Regions from separate parts of the Sus scrofa genome. Here all the other regions are linked to region 1. Evidence: chromatin contacts called from public HiChIP or PLAC-seq and promoter capture Hi-C data. All regions are on one chromosome and are shown on one strand. Each heading gives the region's core, a stretch centred on a gene start, on an enhancer-like site or on the middle of the called end of the contact. The rest is flanking DNA. Distances are from core to core; before and after follow the strand shown.

Region 1 (3,956 bases), core at 666-3,165:
GGACGTCTTGAATCATCTGACGTTGAGGGACACCCCCCCACCCCCCCGAACTGGGTTTCTGCCTTTTTTTTCTTTTTTTGGCCTTCTTCAGTTTTGGCTTGCTGGAAAGCTATGGCCTAGCTGAGGCTGTCCAGAGTGGGATCTTCCCCTTCATCATCACTTTCTTCTGCTTCTTCAGTTTCTTCTTCTGGTTCAGGAATTTTCTGTCTTTTTCTTTTTCTTCTTTGCAGGTTCACGTTCTCCAAGTATATTTTTAGGAAGGCATAACTTAAGTGTTCACTTTCCCCACATTCATAACACTTGGATTTATCAAAGAAGTTTTGTCTTTGGATGAACTCAGCTGCTCTTCCACTGTCAATAGCAATGCTTGCTTTTATTACTCTACCAAATAATTGTTTTGTTGTTTATCGCCCTGGTACAATTTTGTGCAGAGTCTTTATCCAAAAATAAAATAAATGCAACCCCTTTACTCTTCCCGGTATCTTTACCTTTCATTATAGTAACCTTTACAACTTTGTCATACCTGGAAGATATCCAATATAAGTCATTGTTTGTCAGGGAAAAGGGCAAGTTGGATATATACACTGTGCTTTTACTTGGGGCTAATTCACCACTTATTTCTTCAGGTGGGGTGGACCGGGAGACCCAAAAAGAGTGAGCCCTGGGCTCTCGTGGGGCTCAAGCCTGTTCCTCACCCCTTGCAGCTGCCTTGGCATCACCTTGGCATCATGGGTCCTGGGAGGGGTCAGGTACTGGAGATAAGAAAGTAGCAGCAGCAGTCCAACTTGGTTATTATTATTATTATTATTTTGCTTTGTAGGGCCGCACCTACAGCATATGGAGGTTCCCAGGCTAGGGGTGGAATTAGAGTTACAGCTGCTGGCCTACAGCACAGACACAGCAACACAGGATCTGAGCAGCAACCTCGTGGTTCCTAGTTGGATTCGTTTCCACTGTGCCACAAAGGGAACTCCAACGACTTGGTTATTTTTTAAAAATTCACCCCAAAAACGCATTTACAGACTCTTAGAAGGGTCAATTCTCCAGATGACTTGTTCCACCTTTTATTGGGCTATTTCTCTATGTAGAGGCAATAAATGTGCATGGGAGGCTAGAATTGAAATTGAGTTTCTTTAACTTTATTCTTTTAAGCCACACTGGTGGCCTAAGGAAAATCCTGCCCGACAGGAGCCACAGCAGTGACAACACCAGATCCTTAACCCACTGTGCCACCAGGGAACTCCTCTTTAACTTTATTCTTAAGGTGGAGGATGACCAGATGCGAATATACTTTTTTTTTTTTTTTTTTTTTTTTTTTTTTTTAGGGGATACGGCATATGGAAGTTCCCAGGCTAGGGGTCTAATTGCAGCTACAGCTGCCGGCTTACACCACAGCAACGCCAGATCCGAGCCGAGTCTGTGACCTACAGTACAGCTCTAGGCAACGCTGGATCCTTAACCCACTGAGCAAGGCCATGGATCGAACCCTCAACCTCATGGTTCCTATTTGGATTCGTTTCCGCTGAGCCACGAGGGAACTCCGGATCTGTACTTTGATGGGAGTTGCAGGAAACCTAACAGAGGGCTATGGAGTTGCAAAAAAACAAAAATAAACTTTCATCCTCAGGTCTATCAATAAAGCTTGTGAAACTGAAACGTGAAGAGCCTATTACCTACCAAGCCCGAAGCTTACTTAGGAAACCCGTAACGGATATCGTGTCTATCAGACTGGCCTTGGAGCTTTAAGAGGAAGGCACCAGAAGTTGTAAAGAAGGATGCGGCGGCAGGCAGCAATCGAACAGCCAACCCGGAGAGCGGACAGCGCTCCGGGACCCATCTGGAAGTGCGCCTGCGCTGACTGTCCAGGGAGGGGGGCGGGGCGTGAGGGGCGGAGCTTGGGGGCGGTCAATGAGTCTGCGCAAACCGTGCGGCGAGGTGGGGGAGGGCGTTCCGTGTGTGTCTGTGTTGTTGTTCGGCGGCAGCGGCGGCGGCGGTAAGATGGCTGCCCACGGGGGCTCCGCGGCGTCGTCGGCGCTGAAGGGGTTAATTCAGCAGTTTACCGCCATCACCGGTAAGAGACGCGGTTACCGGAAGGTGGAGAGTGGGGCCTGGTGCGGGCGGCCGGTCTGACCCGGTCTTCCCTTTACCTTCAAGCATTCCTCCCTAGGGCTTTACCCTCAGCTCCCGTCCTCCCTCCTGAGGAAGAGGCGACGACGGCGTCGGGTCTCTGGGTTCAGGCGGGAGACCGCCTCCCCTCCCCCGCGCACCCCATGCGCTGGTTCTCGGTGTTCTCGCAGCGTAGAGGGAGACTTCCCCACCCCCTTTCAGCCCAGACCCAAGGCATGGGCCGGGCCCATCCGCCCCCGCTGGCCCGAGGACCTGGGGGCGGGAGAGGTGGGGGGCCGCACCCGGGCCACCGCCCTCCTCCTTCATCATCTCCTCTTCTCTGTGCAGCCCTGGGGTGCAGCACATGCCCTTACCTCCTTTTTCCTTTCTTCCCCAGCCAGGTCATTCTCCCCCAGTCCCTGGCCTGCCCTTCCCCTTTCTGGGCCCCTCGAAGCCATCGCTGTGGCCGTGGCTTGTTCGGGCCCTCCCGCCTTAACGGCGAGGCTGGTGCGTTAGCAGCGCCTTTACTGATCTCGGAGGATAGGCCGCCAGAAAGGGGTGGGGGGTTGCTGAGGAGTACCCTCCAGACTGAGGTTTGAAGAGAGGAATTGAGGGGGACCCCCCCCCCACCTGAATAGGAAAGGCCTGGAGGAACCCTTGGTGGCGTTTCCCACCTCCCCATAATAAAATCATAAAGACTAAGACGATGGCGCCGGAGCCTCCAGTTGATAAAATAGGAATGACGGCGGAAACTTCTTTGAGAGAAAATCAGTTTCTGGATGTCAGTGTCCCCCAAACCCCTGGTTTTTCTTTTCCTTTGGACCCCCGCGAAGGCACACGCAGATCCTCTTACTGCCTGGAGGAAAGGCCCCAAGCCATTCTGTGAATTCTCTGTGTCTTCTCTCTGATGGTGCTGAACTTTTTTTGCATGAGTTATTAGAGGGCGGAGCAAATGATGAAGTTCTCTGTGGAGTGATTTGAGAAAAGAGTACTCCATGTGCCTGAGTGTAATTTTGCCGTTCAAGCTTGTCATTTTAGGAGGTCAGTGTTAGTTCCCTCTCTTTAGCAGACCTATACTTTTTCTGGTAGTTTGTTAGATGCGGAGAACATTTTTTACTTTTCATGTATCTAGAGTTTGACGTGCAAAAATTGGTTAAATGAAATTTTATATTTTAACCATTGCTGGTTTGCGAGTTGCCATTTTATAAAGCTAGTTTTATTTTTTACTTGGTAACGGTAACTAGATATTTGATGCATTATTTAGCTCTTGGGCATGAAACATCATGTCAAAGTTGATAAAATTTGTGATAAAATTTGTAATAAAATTGGGATGAGGAATAAAATGGTAACTTCTAAAATATTTAAAAATTGTGATTGGACTGTTATATTAGAAATATAATGCATTGCCCAGTGTGTAAGCAGGTCATTATTATTGTGAAAATTAGGAAATTATTGTGTATATATGTTATTACTATATATATTTATAAAGCAGATATAGAAGTGATTATTATCTTTTTTTAGATTTTCTAGAGGTAGTTTAAGATGCTGCATATTAAAAATTTTTTTGTAATGCTAACATTAGGAACTCAGATTGTTTCAGCCTGTTATTTCTTAAATGAAACATTTTTGGTAGGTATAGACAAAACCTAAAATGTGGCAAGATGAAGTGACTCACTGAATTGCTTTAAATGTTTGTCTCTGCCAGTCTTCATGGCTTGTTTTCTGGTCCCAGACCCTTCTATACCTGAATCAAGTTGGAGTCCCTCAGTAGACAGTGGTATCTGGAAGTCTACAAAAGGGAAAACACTTTAGATTGTTCTTAATATGGATTTTCTTTCCTTCTTTCCTCA
Region 2 (3,956 bases), core at 816-3,315, 230 kb before region 1:
CATTCTTTTTTTTTTTTCTTTTTTCTTTTTTTGAGGGTTGCACCCTTGGCACATGGAAGTTCCCAGGTTTAGGGGTCAAATCAGAGCTGTAGCCATAGTCGCTGGCCACAGCCACAGCAGTGTCAGATCCGAGCTTAGTCTTTGACTTACACTACAACTCACAGCAACACAGGATTCTTTAACCCACTGAGAAAGGCCAAGGATCCAACCCGAATCTTCATGGATACTACTCGGGTTCGTTACCACTGAGCCATGCGGGAACTCAGGTAATATCTCATTCTTTCCCCACTTTTGAACCCTCTTTTGTATGTGTCATTTCTTCATTCATCTATGCTCATACACATATCCAAATGGTTTTAAAGTTCATGTGAAAACTGATACTTAGGTAAAGACCTATGTCTCTTGCCTTATCTTGGGCAATTAGTTTCTCTAGATCCATTAAGTAGACTGATTCTTTTTTTTTTTTTTTTTTTTTTTTTTTGGTCTTTTTGCCTTTCTAGGGCAGCTCCCATGGCGTATGGAGGTTCCCAGGCTAGGGGTCGAATCGGAGCTGTAGCCACAGGCCTACGCCAGAGCCACAGCAACATGGGATCCGAGCCGTGTCTGCAACTTACACCACAGCTCATGGCAACGCCAGATCCTTAACCCACTGAGCAAGGCCAGGGATGGAACCCGCAACCTCATGGTTCCTAGTTGGATTCGTTAACCACTGAGCCACAACAGGAACGCCAAGAAGATAATCTAAATACCATTGGAACTTTTGGTAAAGAAGAGAGAAGTAAGAAAACATCATCTTTAGAAATGCAGCTGGATGTGGCAAAAAAATAAATTAAAAAAGAATGTAGCGTGATGCAAGCAACAAAGATGTCCCTGCCTCTGCCTTTGTCTCCACCTACCAGGCATCAATACTTGCTTGTTTTCCTAACCGTAGGAAGTGGTGTTGAGGATGCAAAGCCGACTTTCCTTTCAAGGGGAACACATATCTTTTTTGAAAATTCAAAAACTGGAGGGGGTTTCCTTTGCTCAATGACGGTTATGATCAAAGTGGAATTTTTGTTGTTATCTTTCTGTCAAAGGAAGGATGTAGTAGGATGTGAAATAGGGGCAACAGAGGGAGATAATGTTGTTGAAGAAGTCTAGCTCAAGAAATTCAGGGTTGGCTTGAAAAGTGTAAGTGTCCTGCAGAATCTCAGTCTGAAAACAGCCTTTCTCACAGATCTCCAAAAAAATATTATCTAAGAGGAGGACATGGGGAAGGTATGTGGCCAAACCAAATTTCAAAAGGGATAAAGTTGGTCTTTTGAAGAACAGAAGAAAAAAGGTGACCACTGAAAAGCAAGGCGAGGGGAGGCTCTTTTAAGGGGTAAGTTGTGTGATGATAAAAATAAATAAATATCAGTATTTATGTTGACTATGGTGCTATAAATAGAAAATATGTAAATATATGGTAACCTGTTGGCACCACCTGTGTGCTTCACCCCAGGGGCCAGGATTTTATTTCGGCTCAATCTCATCAAGCATCTCATAGAGGGCTAAGAGCTCATAGCAGCAAAACAAGGCAGAAGCTGATATTTAAATGATTCTTTCCAACACTGCAAAACTTTGGGGGTAGAGCCTCACAAATAGAAGGATTTGAAGGGCAGTAAGTGGGGGATGAGTCTATTTCTTTGGCAGTATCCCTCTAGACATATTTCCTTATCCTTCCTTTTAAGATCTCCAACTATGCTGTCTATTCCAGTGTCTCTCAGACATGTCCTTCTTCTAGAGAGGGATTATTTTCTGGATCCTGATTGATTTGAGAAGCAGCTGAGGATGGGTCCTCCCAGCCGCCTCTCTGGGAGAAGGTGAGATGGACTTCCTCCTAGAGGCTGGCATCTCTGATCCACCTTGGAGGAGCTTCCCATTCCCCCCACCTTTCCCCTTCTTTATTTCTCACTTGCATTTTGCCACATTGGTAAGACAACAGGAAGCACTGGGCTTCCTCTCCAGAGCATCTGTGAAGGGATGTGCTTACCACATTGATAACAGTAGCCGGAAAAGAAAGAAACACACCCACCCTCCAGAAAGCATGACCCTCCCCCTCACTCCCTGTGCTCTCCCCACACAGCTCCACTTCCCCCTTGGAGCCTCAGAGGTTGTCCTGGGGTTGGACTCTTGCGGCCACTCCAGTGTTAGAGCCAGGTTTATCTCCATTAAAGTTTGGCTTGACTGTGTACCTTCTCCGCGCCTCCTCTCTGATCACCGTTTTTGGAGCTCTGTGGGAAAGACTGTCTTCAAGATGCATTCTGCTAAGGCCACTTCTCCAAAGTGCTTGAGATTCTGCAAGAAACTTCTCCTCTCGGTTTCAGAAACATGTGTGATACTGTTGTCTAGAGTTACTAAATATTAATCATTGCGATACGGACTCAACTGGTATCAGTATTGCTTTGCGTGTTATATGAAAAATGGTTCTTTCATGTTGCCCTTTATAAGCCAAACACCCTTGAAATAAGGAAGTGTTGGGGAGAGAGAATCATTTCCTACAAATTCAGTGTGTCACAGTGATGAGAGTTCAACACAGCTGAAGTTTGGAACCTCGTTGTCCGTGTTTCTCATATGAAGGGTTCTGGAAGGGGAGAGATTGCAGGACTCAGGGCCTGAGGAATAATCACAGGACCAAAAACAGCCAAAAGGCGCTGGGGACAGTCGTTGCACTGCCATGAAGATGGGACGATTAGAACAAGAGCCATGGCTAGGATGTGAGTGAAAGACGCAGCAGCTCTTGGCAGCAGTCACTAAGGACACATTTTAAGGAGCCCTGAGAAGTGTAATTCCATCTGGACTATCCAGGGCCCTGTTTTCAGCCTTTCCTGGGGCTCACCTGGCCCCTGTCTACTATTCCTGGTAACGAAGGCTAAGGCAAAGAACTGCCTGAGCTTCTAGACGTCCTTGAGTGAATGGGTCAGTGTCTCCACAACTCGTATGCCTCTGAGTGAGTACTATGTCTATGGATGTTTTAACCTTTTCTCTCTTTCCAGAGAAAAGACATCTATAAAAGTTGGGTCCTGCATTTGAAAAACTTGGTCAGCCCAGAAACAGTCTCCTCCCCAGGCAGAGGGTCATCTTCCTGGTCAGTGCCCTCACTCACAATGAACCCTTATAATCATGGTGAAAACTGGAATCCTTTCGCATCAGCCTTTTGTCTTTTTGTTTTTGGCTGCACCTGTGACACACGGAAATTCCCAGGCCAGGGATCCAGCCAAGCTACAGCTGTGGCTACGTCAGATCCTTAACCCACGGCACCACAGCGGGAACTCCAGCCTTTTGTCTTGATCTTGATTGTGGAGCAGGAAGATGCTGCCTAGCTGAAGGAGGAAGGAACTGAGGGAGATTCTTCTGTCATAAATTACCTCCAAGCTATTGCCAAACCACACGGCTGCCTTTAGAATAAATAGCCTCAGAAAGATGGGTGACCTTCAGATATTTTGGACTTCCTCATCTATGTACCATATGAACCTTTCCATGTTTGCCATTTGATCAGCAAATGTGTGCTATTCAGTAACCACTAGCTGCCTATAGATTGCCACAGGTTGACAATCTTGGTGGACTTGATAAAGAGGATCAAGTTGCTCAAGTGCTTTCTCTTCTTCGGCCTAATGCTCATGTCTTTTACTGTGACTCTGGTGCTGCTCTCAGCCTAGGGTTTTCCCAAAATAAGTGAAATATTCGATAGAAAGCATTTAGCCCAAAATAAAGCCTTGGTAATTGTTGATGGAGTAGAAGATGAGACTGGTTCGTGAGGAGTATTTTTTCTTTTTCTAGTCTTTATAAGACTTTTCCTTACCCATTGTCTGTTTCCTTTGTCCCATGACTTCACAGCACCCACACTCTTTTAAAGAAGGCCTCCCAGGAGTTCCCGTCACGGCGCAGCGAAAGCGAATCAGACTAGAAGCCATGAGGTTGCGGGTTCAATCCTT
Region 3 (3,956 bases), core at 431-2,930, 180 kb after region 1:
TGACCACATCCTGCTGTCCAGGAAGAGGTGATCACATCAGGAAGGAGGCTGGGTAGAGCGTTAAGGGTACCACAGAGACTGACTCTTATCATCAACGTCTAGGAGGTAGGTAGTCATGCAGTAGGAAAACAATACGAACTGTGAACACGAGCTACATTTGCTATCAAGAAGCCAGGCTCATTGGATTGTCAAGTTTTAGGTGTCCAGGGAATAAGCAGAGTGCCTTCCTCTGCCTTTCACTTTCAACAGTAACAAGATCTAGTGGCCAACACGGTCAATCATGTTACGGGTTCACCTTCGTTTTCAGGACAGTGCCCATAATAACCCCTATAAAATGACATAGATCCTTTCCTAAGGAGGCTGTTGTGTGGGCTCCAAGAGGATTCTATGAGGCTTGGATCATTTGGGCGTCAACTCAAGTCCCTGGGTGCCCCTGAGGTCTGAAAAATATTACAGGCCAGTGTCTCCAATTTGAACTGGGGATGCTCCACGTGCAGGTTTGTCTCCAGGCCAGGATGTCACGGCCCTCTTTTGGCCTTTTGCTCCTTGAGGAGTTGTTCTTCTCCCAGGTTTTTATCATGATAGACAGACACTGGGCCAGCCATCCTCCCAGGCCCTCCCGGCTGGCCCGCTCAGGACCAGCTCTCCTCAGGTCTTCTCAGCTATCCTGACTCTCCACTGGGATGCTCCGTTTTTCCTCCTTTCAGTTCCCTCTGGGGAGGGTCCCTGACTCACCTCTCAGAAGCTGATATGCAGTGGGAGGGTAAGTGAAGCAGACGGAGGGGATGCTGTAATTGACTTCCAATATCTTCAGAAGATCCGCCGTGTACCTGGAGAGACACCAGCCTGTGTTCAGAATGTGGGGACTGGGGGAGAGGGGAAGGTAGCGGAGGAGACACAAAACGACAGTCCCTCAAACACTCCTGGGTTCAGGGAACTTGTCCATTTCCCCTCAAGTCCCTGATTCTTGGAGGGAATGGAGAATCAGCCCAGGATGATGTATAAGGCAGGCTGCCGCCTGGGCCAAGAACAGGCCTGGCTGCAGTCCTCAGAAAGCCCACAGACCATTTTCTCCACTGCCACTGGGGTAGCAGCCCAAGGATTTGCTAAGGAGAAAGAGCAGGGTCCCAGAGAACTAGTGCTCAGAAATACTACCAGGAATGGGTCCCCAGATGGTCAGGGCTCTGGGCATGCCCCCCATCACCCCCACCTCTGAGATCTTTTTCTCCCTGGTTGGGGGACAAAGCCAAGGTTCTGAGGGGTCACACACTGGCCTTCCGGGACAGCTAGACCATTATCAGTCCTGTCTCATTCTGTGTGCTGGCAGCCAAAGGGCCCTGGGAGGCGGGGAGGGCCAGGCCAGAGGGATAGGGGCCCCCGCTGCTTAGCAACAGGCTCCTGGCTCAGAGCCTGCCACCCTCACTCACCTGGGGTCAAGCTTTATCTGAGTCCTGTCTGGATCCATTGTCTTCGTTCCCTCTCTGGCTTTCCAGGCAGGCACCAAGAGTGAAGGAGGGGCGGGCAGGTCGGGCCCCTGAGGGAGGCAGCTCTGCCGGCCCTGCTGCCGGCGGGACTGGGCTGTGGGAAGGTGGAGTGGCTGGGTCTTTCCTTCTGGCTCCGTCCCACCTCTGGCCTCCCGTGCCCACAAGTTCCTATCTCAGAGTTCACCCTAGAGGAATTTGATCCCCTCAGCTGGCTAGGTTCCCTGGCTCCTGACTCCTCCCTGTCCTTAGGTGTGGCTCCGCCTCCTCCCTCCTACGCATGCCTTTGGCCGCCCCTTGCCCCCAGCCCACCCTCATTCTTCATCCCCCCACGAGGAACCTTCTAGGGCGGTGGTAGAGGCAAAATCCTTGATCCTTCCCGCAGTCCCCACTTGGTTAGCAACCCCCTCCCCTCAGAACCTGGCTGGAACTCAGGCTCTGTCCCCCAGGAGATGGATGAGTCGAGGCCGAAGCCTTGACTGTACTGGTGCTGTTGGCTTGATGTGTGGAAGGGAGGTCCAGCTGGATAATCCAGACGAGGTCCATGGAGGTTTCCCAAACCCCGGCTCACAACGTCCTGATGACAGGCTTATCCAGCCCAACAGCCCCCAAAGATGCAGCAAATGGGGTAGGGGTCCGGGGGTGGGGGGAGACGTATTGTATTTAAGAGGCAGAGTTGCTGAGTGAGATTGCTGGGCATTTTGATAGATTCTGAAAAAGACACACTGTATGCTTACGAACGATTGTATTGACTGATGCTTTCTCTTCTCTCTCCAAATAGATTTAAACCTATTTGAGGCCAAGCATGGTACCCCTAGGTTCCCAGCACAGGACCTCACACATACTAAATGCTTCTTAGAATTGGTTGCATGACTGATACAATAATAAACTCACAGCCACAGCAGCTAATATCTATTGAGTTTATGGTGCCCCAGGTGCTGTAGGAAATGCCGTCTGCCTCTTATCTCATTTAAACCTTACAACTACTCTTAGAAGGTAGATGCTATCTTTATTTCCATGTTACAGATAAGGAAACTGAGGCTCAGAGAAGTTATGACACCAGGTTGAATAGAAAGCCATGGAGGTGTGAACAGAAGCAGAAGGGACCTGGGTTAGGAGATCTGTGGAGGTTCAGATGAAGTTTCTAATAGTTTGGGTTTGTTTTTTTTTTTTTTTTTAAGGGCCCATGAAAAAATGGAAAAAAAATTTAAAAAGGGCCCATGAGAGAGTCAAGGGAGAAGTTCTGGGAAGGCAGAGGAGTTTGCCCGGTTCTGGGTTGGTGAGTAAATACAGTCAGAGGGAGCAGTTACGGAGTTACTGGTACCAAGGGGACTCCATACTCCTGTCCCAAAGCACCTCAAACTATCTCCCCCCTCCTAAAGTACAGTTCTCTGGGAAGGAGAGACCCAGGAGAGTGACCCAGGAATCTCAGGGGGTCAATGACCTCCTAAGGTGGAGGTGAGGGTGCAACGAGTAAGACAAGGGCACTAACCTCCAGGGGGTCAGTCGCCTGGGTCCTGCCCTAGCGAAGACATAGGCTGACTCAGCTTCCTCAAACCATTTCCACAGGAACACTCCCCAGGTCATTCATCTCTGGCCTGGTGAGAGGCCTTGCGTTTAATCGCCCAGAGCCTTGAACTTTAGACTTCCCTAGAGCAGAACACAGGGAGCTGAGGGTGTTCTCCAAAACTTCTGGCCAGAAGTGGGGGTCGGGGAGGCAGGGGAGGAGGGCCGATGGGCTAGAGGGAGTCGGAAAGGGAAGGCTGCTAGCTGATGCTCATGTTCCTGCAGCTGGGCGGTAGTGGCTGGGAGGCCCAGGGGAGAGCCGGCTAATCCTCAGGATGGATGGTGATGGAGGGAAAAAATGGCAGGGTGTTGGTGAGAAGAGTGGGCTTTAGCTCCGATGTGGTACTTCTGCCTCACTGAAGTCCCTAAGTGGCCACTTCCTGTAAAGCGTGACCCATGGATGAGTTAAGGCCAGGCTATCCATAGCTCAGGCATGGCAAGGGGATGAGCTGGACCAGCCAATCAGATGCTTCTCTTGCTAATTTTGGACTGCTACCTGTCAAACGCTGATTTTTAGACTCAAGAGGAACAAATACTTCATTTCATCTTTTTGGTTTAAATTTCCCCCCAAATTCATTTGATAACATAAGACATCTATTCCTTCAGTTTTGACTTTCTCAGTGTAAGGATCATTTTTTTTTTCTTTTTGTCTTTTTAGGGCCACACTTGCAGCATATGGAAATTCCCAGGCTAGGGGTCCAATCTGAGCTGTAGCTGCCGGCCTACACCACAGCGTAGCAAGCCAGATCTGAGCCACATCTGTGACCCATACCACAGCTCACAGCAATGCCGGATCCTTAACCCACTGAGCAGGGCTAGGGATGGAACCTGCATTCTTATAGATACTATTCGGGTTTGTCACCACTGAGTCACAACGGGAACTCCTAAGGGTCATTTTTGAAAGAAAAA

What was found. Promoter capture Hi-C pulls out the DNA fragments that hold promoters and counts their contacts. HiChIP or PLAC-seq counts read pairs in DNA pulled down with a chosen protein or histone mark.
Region 2: a contact with region 1 is called in an H3K27ac HiChIP or PLAC-seq map of alveolar macrophages. The contact joins the enhancer-like site here to the promoter of UBXN7 in region 1. A contact is called at or near these places in 1 of 5 promoter capture datasets (fetal liver), 4 of 47 Hi-C or Micro-C datasets (fetal heart ventricle, retroperitoneal adipose tissue, skeletal muscle and 1 more) and 1 of 2 datasets of contacts at active chromatin or transcription factors (alveolar macrophages).
Region 3: a contact with region 1 is called in a promoter capture Hi-C map of fetal liver, with 3 times the contacts expected there. The contact joins the promoter of SLC51A here to the promoter of UBXN7 in region 1. A contact is called at or near these places in 1 of 5 promoter capture datasets (fetal liver) and 1 of 2 datasets of contacts at active chromatin or transcription factors (alveolar macrophages).

Annotation. Positions count from the first base shown.
Region 1 is chr13:133,687,868-133,691,823 of Sscrofa11.1, forward strand. UBXN7 (UBX domain-containing protein 7) reads left to right here and starts at 1,916. Exons shown (of 11, transcript XM_021070161.1): 1 at 1,916-2,071. The coding sequence starts at 1,999. It also overlaps the pseudogene LOC100620593.
Region 2 is chr13:133,462,701-133,466,656 of Sscrofa11.1, forward strand. No RefSeq gene overlaps it. Among named protein-coding and RNA genes, the nearest start is that of NRROS, 32 kb to the right of the region's middle. Within about 2 kb of position 2,066, at least 8 of the 83 cell types and tissues checked have an H3K27ac peak or open chromatin away from gene starts, as enhancers often do. A contact at or near this core is called in alveolar macrophages, where this site is marked.
Region 3 is chr13:133,868,073-133,872,028 of Sscrofa11.1, forward strand. It overlaps SLC51A (solute carrier family 51 alpha subunit), which reads right to left and starts at 1,681. Exons shown (of 9, transcript NM_001244266.1): 1 at 1,428-1,681; 2 at 736-830. The coding sequence starts at 1,465.